Regions from separate parts of the Rattus norvegicus genome. Here region 1 is linked to region 2. The links are chromatin contacts, called in public Hi-C maps. All regions are on one chromosome and are shown on one strand. The core of a region is the stretch at or near the end of the contact, and the rest is flanking DNA. Distances in the headings are between cores, read along the strand shown. Region 1 overlaps Mpped2 (metallophosphoesterase domain containing 2). Region 2 overlaps Mpped2 (metallophosphoesterase domain containing 2).

Evidence for each region. Hi-C and Micro-C count contacts between places; a contact is called where the count stands out from the background.
Region 1: a Hi-C map of frontal cortex shows a contact between it and region 2, with 2.1 times the contacts expected there. The contact joins two enhancer-like sites. A contact is called at or near these places in 2 of 12 Hi-C or Micro-C datasets (frontal cortex and prefrontal cortex).

Annotation. Positions count from the first base shown.
Region 1 is chr3:113,723,823-113,727,119 of GRCr8, forward strand. Mpped2 (metallophosphoesterase domain containing 2) reads left to right here. Exons shown (of 7, transcript NM_198778.3): 4 at 3,069-3,294. Among named protein-coding and RNA genes, the nearest start is that of Mpped2, 90 kb to the left of the region's middle. Within about 2 kb of position 1,384, at least 13 of the 93 cell types and tissues checked have an H3K27ac peak or open chromatin away from gene starts, as enhancers often do.
Region 2 is chr3:113,648,627-113,651,838 of GRCr8, forward strand. The region is part of intron 2 of Mpped2 (metallophosphoesterase domain containing 2); the gene reads left to right. Among named protein-coding and RNA genes, the nearest start is that of Mpped2, 15 kb to the left of the region's middle. Within about 2 kb of position 1,540, at least 3 of the 93 cell types and tissues checked have an H3K27ac peak or open chromatin away from gene starts, as enhancers often do.

The DNA.
Region 1 (3,297 bases), core at 134-2,633, 75 kb after region 2:
TATCAATCCACTATTGATTATCTGAAGCTGTACTCCCGACTGATGCTGGGATCCTGTATTTCATTCATTCATTCATTCATTCATTCATTCATTCATTCATTCATTCATTCGTTACTTATGTAGCATTGTTGCTATACCTCCAGTTGACCTCTACTGTTGTTAATTCAAAAGTGTTCTGACAGTAACATATGTATTTTCTTACCTGCGTACACATATACATCATCTATTAACATATTGCATACTTGTGTATATTATGTATATTTTATTACATATATACATGAAAATGCTATATAGAACACACTGACATTAACTTTCCAACTATGCATTTATAATACACACAGTACTTAGCATTGGGCCGAGAATTCCTCCTAGAATAATCCTGTCTGTCGTTCCCAGAACACGCTGTGTAATTCCACTAATTAGTTCTTCGGGTCCCACGGAGCAGGGATTTCTCCCGCGTTAGGAAAGCAGAATATGGCCTCCCTTTTTATTCAAGCGGGTTGGCCGAGATGGCCTGATCTGAGTAAAATGGATAAAGGCAGGCACCTCTTTGTCTGACAATTTGAAAGTGATGCTATTTGAATACTAAGAAGCTTGAGGTCTGACTGCGGAGCCTTCCAAATTAATCTAGTCTTGTAGAAAGAAAAAAAAGCAAGAAAGAAAATGCCATCAAGTAACAGGAGATTTGTCAGCCGCCCTGCTTACACTTTTCATATAAAACAGAAAGGTTGGCAGATTATAGATGAAAGGTCAGCTCAGCAAAAAAGAAAATCTGTCAGACAATCTCATAACATAGGTAACCCAGGGCGGAACTTGGAAACGGCTATTGGATTCTCAGAGTGAGATGAGTCTGTTGGCGGCGTGTAAATATCATCACTGTTCCTGTGGCTGTTCATTTCGGTGGCTCCTTCTCTAGCGGAGTCCCTGAAATCTGATTTAAAAGACACAGAGGACGATTGTTTTCCTGAGGAGGATTTACTTCGCAGAAGTTTCACCTTTTATTTCTTGTTTGTTTGTTTTGAAGAGCTAAAGGGGCGGGGTGGGGGGAGTACTTTGATTGCCCAACGTCTCAGACTCAACCCTACTGAACCAAAAATCTGAAAGGGAATGGTGAGAATTCACCCTCTCTTGCAACAGCAGTCTACTCAGAGTTTCCAGTGCGTCCAGCAGCACTGACAGAGGAGATAGATGGCCACAGTGTGATGTGAGTCAAGGTCCGCTCCGGCAGGACCTGCCTCAGGACACCGAGCTGCTCAGGAAAGCATTTTTAGCTTGTTCTGACCTGAGGAACCCAGATGAGTCTGTGGGTGCATAATCTAACCACCGTCTGCAGTAGTCTCACTATATCAGCAGGAATAGTGCCGGGCCTTGTTAATCTGTCTTTCATGTGTGCTTCAAGTGCAGGAATAGTCCAGAATAGCAACAACATTCTAAGGCCTGCACAACACACATCATGCTCCTAATTGCCCAACTTGCATGAGCATGCCTCTGAGAGTGGCTTCCTGCTCCCACCACACTCTTCCTTCACCACAGCCCTGCCAGAGGTGTGTCCCACGGCAGTGTGTGCAGGCCGTCTGGTAGCTCTTGACTCTTGGCCTCAGTGCTTCTGATTCCCTTACTCCACAGAATCGTTTTCTAGCATTGCTTTTACCTTCTCTCGAGCCTTCCCGTTACAGCGCATGCTATTTATGCGATTTTATTACCCTTAGAAACTGAAAAATCAGGGGCTGAAGAAAAACAGCAATGTTAGAAAGTGCCACCACTGTCTCAGAAAAAACACTTGTGCTAGCAGCTGCATGTGCTTCAGGCTGCTTGCAGGGTGGGCACTCTACAGTGCCCTCTTTATCCAGTGTCCTGCTGAAATCCAAGCGCCAATGGCAGAAGTTGCTACCACTCCCAATAAAAACTCTCTTCCCACTAAAGCTTCCTTAATTAAATCATCAGCTCTGGCTTGCCGGTTAAGGATCAATTCTTACAAGAGTATTATTCTCTTTCCTGCTCAGGGTAACCTTAATTCTCTCCAGAATGGCAGGCCACATTAATTTTGCACTGGACCCAGGAGTCTCAGTGAGGTGGATTCTGTGCGCCATCCTCCCACCCTTATTTTCACTCCAAAATAAAATAAAATGAGCAATCGCCCGTCGGCGAGGTTTGAGGGATGGGTAGCACAGAGCAGAGAAAAGGATTAATCTGAGGTTGGGGGCGGCTGCCCGGCTCTATCTCCCCTTGGAAATTTGGTTCTTATAGCATCCCAGTGAGTTATTAATATGTATGACCTGTACTTTATTCAAACATTATAAATCTATGCAGAAGTCTGGTGTTTGGGTTTTCCTTTATAGCTTTCATTCTTCTTCCCAGAATTATCTCATTTCGATCGGGAAACTTTTGCATAAAGAGCGCGCGCACCGAGAACTCACATTTCCATAGCATAAATATTAAAGGGGGAGGGGGGCTAAGCTTTACAGTTTCTTCTCCCATCCCAGCGGGAGGGAAGTTGCCCTTCCCATCACCGGCTCTTAATAATCTGCTTACTCAGAAGCCAACAGGTAAATGTAAAATTAGGCTTGCCACCTGACATTGTAGGTTGCTTATCTGGACTTGCGATGCTCTGTTGAATGCTTTGTTTGAAGGGTGCACCAAAAACCTAGCACCTATACATGCTGCTAAAAATACTTGGTTGTCTTAATTTATTGAGAACCAGACTGAGTCCAAGCCTCCCCTTTAGGATCACCGTCCATCTTTACCCAAAACAAAGCAAAAACTGGATAACTGTGTATGGAGTCGTCACGGTGGATCTGTAAAATCCAGAAAGAAACGGGACTGAAAAGCTTGATGTCCTCTTAGCCGCTGTTTAGCTCCATCCGTATAGCTTCCTATTTCTGCTTTATTTTAATTTTTGGTAGCATAAAAGAGTAGCCATGAATTTTGGTTTACACGGAAATGGAAATGTGTGAGTATTTCATCCGGGTGAGCTGTCTGCTAATCAACGGTCTTGGCTGCTGTATTCTGTGATGGGAAATGGACGCGCTAATTGGTGCTTTTTCTCTCTCTCCTTCTTGTTATTACAGGAAACCTGCCATATGAATATAAAATTGTGATTGCTGGGAATCATGAACTGACATTTGATAAGGAATTCATGGCGGACCTCGTGAAGCAGGACTACTACCGTTTCCCCTCTGTGTCCAAATTGAAACCAGAGGACTTTGACAATGTTCAGTCCCTCCTGACGAACAGTATTTACTTGCAAGATTCAGAAGTAACCGTGAAGGGATTCAGGATATACGGTGCACCCTGGTA
Region 2 (3,212 bases), core at 290-2,789:
GTGAGCAAGTTAATGTCTGGGGTTCAGAAAGATCACTAATAAGCATAGACATTTATTTATTTTTTACTGCAGGCTGGACTGTGCTAACTGCAAAATCTCAACCTAGCCTTCTCTCGGAAAAGCACTTTCTCTAACTCTTAATGCAGGTTTATCACTGGCCTGCATGCTAGCATGACCATAATTTACAAAAGGATTTTCAGTCTGAAGTTTGCCTTGTAGATACTTTTTAGTTTACACTCAAACAAAAAAACAGTGGCTTTCTTTCTTTTTCTCTCTCTCTCTTTTTTTTTTTTTTAAGATAAGTTGTTTTTCTATACACACCCCCAGGGTCCCGTCTTGTGATCTGTGACAATTGGATTGCTTTTTTGAGCTAACTTTCCCCCTGATCCGCAGGTCTCTTTATTTGTATTCAGTCAATAAAGAGACAATCTATTGGGTGTTTTGTCCACCAGGATTTATTCTTCAGAACCTTGGGTGTACGATTGTGTAACTGGGTGGAAATATTTTGCCTTTCTTTGGCTACTGGGCTATCAAGGAGGGAAAATAATTTAAAAAAAAAAACAGATCATATCTGAGGTTAGATTTGGATTTTTTTTTTAATTTGTGTGTATATGTGTAGGGGGTAGAGGGAGGAAGTATAAGCCAGTAAGAAATATGGTGCTTTCTTAGGAACAGTGTCTGCCTCATTGATCTGCTGTTCACCAATTAGCTCACCTGGTTGGCCAACCAGCCCTACAAATCCTTCAGTCTCTGCCTCCCCAGTGCTGGGATTACAAGCACGAGTCCCCGTGCCTGTCATTCTTATATGGATTCTAGAGATCACGCTTGTGAGAGAAGTCTTTTCCTCTGAGCCATCTCCTAAGCCCTGGGTTTGTTAGTCTGTCTTTGTTTGGTGACAGGCTTGTCATGTATCTCTGACTGACTGTCAGGTCCTGATACCTGGATGCTCACAGGTCATCACAGATAGTCTCAATCAGTTTCTCTCTCTCTCTCTCTCTCTCTCTCTCTCTCTCTCTCTCTCTCTCTCTCTCTCTCTCCTCCTCCTCCTCCTCCTCCTCCTCCTCCTCCTCCTCCTCCTCCTCTTCCTCCTCCTCTTCCTCCTCCTCCTTTACATTCAGACTTTCTTTCATCTTCTTTGTCTGAGACCCTGTAATAGAGGATGAAATAAATATGTAGGAGATGACTTCAGCTTTAATTCTGAGAGTTTTAGAACTTACGAAGGTTTGCTTTTAAGATGTAAAGCAGAGCTAACACTGCCCATAGCTTCATACACTCTGGGCCATTGTAAATCGAAAGGGGCAAAGTTTACTGCACTCTGGAAGATCTGTGTGTGAGCATGTGTCCTCTCCTCTCGGGATTTTCTTAGCTCCCGCTTCCCATGCTGTTTTACCTTTGTGACTTTCATGGCCTCCTGGTATGGGTAGGCTATACCGCACTAGTATAGATGCTTGGCAGACCATCGTGTCAGTCTGTCTGTCTCGCTTGTTGAATGTAAAAAGAAAACTTTCAGTCTGTGTCTGTGTGGCAGCACTGCCTAGAGCAAGTGGTTGGATTCGTGAGACCTTGCAGTATTTGGGTTCACATGCTTTTATTGTTTGGCTTTGGAGTTTTTCCCCCTTTAGTTTCTGTATTTTACAGCGAAGGGGGTGAGAGGCATATGCGTATAAGAACATGCGTTTTTGCAGTGTTTTCCGGTTTTCCCCTCTTACTGTAAATCAGAAATACAAACTAGTCTAATATATGTTTAAGGTTTTGTCCCATTTAGTCTTACATGTTTTAAAAAAGGAAATGGACAGCTAAGGCAGGCAAGATGGCTCACAGGATAAAGGCGCTTGTGACCAAACCTGACCACTTAAGTTTGGCATCCAGCAATACGTGTTGAGAGGAGAGAGCGATGCCTCAAGTTGTCCTCTGACCTCCATAAGCTCTCTGTGGCCTGCATGCGCCCCATCCCATCCCACCCCACCCCCATTAGAGAAATTAATAAATGTAAGAAATGTATTGAAAATGGAGAAGCAAGTTAGCATGAGTGCTCAAGAAAGTAAACAGAGTTTTAGTGCTGAGCTTAGAAATCTCGGCACGAGCAAGTGTTATCAATGTTCCAGGCTTGGCTTCCTTAAAAGAGAGCAAGACTCTAGTTCATCACACGGACTCTGCTCAAACCGATTTATTTCTTATACAGACAGCATATGAAACTTTCCAGCTCAAAGATTTAGTAATTCTTGGATGACTCAGATGCCTTTTCCCATCTTGCCGTGGGCTATTTTGGCATTGACACGGATTGGCTTAGCGAGAGCTTTACTCTTACTTGGTTTTAGGGATCTGTGTCTCGGTCCCAGGATTCAACCCCTTTACAGCCGTGCACATAGTTTTAAAATGTGTTTTGAACAAAGACATATAGCTGAAATCAAGAAAAATTAGCTTCACTAGCTAAGCAGCCTAGCATGCTTTCGTAATTGTCTGAAAGATAGTGCCTTTGGCTGTGAACAAGGGCGTTTAACAGCTCTGTATAAGTCTTGAGCTTTGGGGGGAAAAATCCCCATTTTGTTTCGATTGTATTTGCTCTAACATTTAGAGATACTATGAATCCATCAAACCATATTGTGTGTGTGTGTGTGTGTGTGTGTGTGTGTGTGTGTGTGTGTGTTCGTGCATGATTGGGAGTATAGGTAAGCATCTGCATTTATTTAAAGACTCCAGGTCATATCTACTTTATTTTATTTATTCATTTATTTAGGCAAAATTTCTCCCTGTACCTATAGTTTACTGACTGGCTCTGGCTGGCCACCAACTCTCTGAGGATTTGCCTCCATGCCTCAGCGCTAGGCTTCCAACCGTGCTGCTGTGCCTGGCTTACACGGGCACCGTGGCTCAGAACTCAGATCCACATGCTTGAAGAGCAGCAGGCACTTTATCTCCCGAGCCATCCTCCCACCCAGTATTTGATTTTATAATTACAAAAATCCCCACTTAACCACCTCGTATTTGACGCATTCTATTCTTAAAACTTACTCAAGTGTTTGTATATTAGTCCTGCTTGGATCACTGTTACGTATGACATTTAAATATTTGTGTCTCTTCAAGATTTGTACAGTGAAATTCTAGCCTCCAAAATATAACATGAAGGGGTGGAAGCCTTGGAAGGTGATTCTTTCCTGAGGGTAGAATTCCTGAAGTTGGGATCTAAGAGAGACCCTTGCTCTTCCGTCATA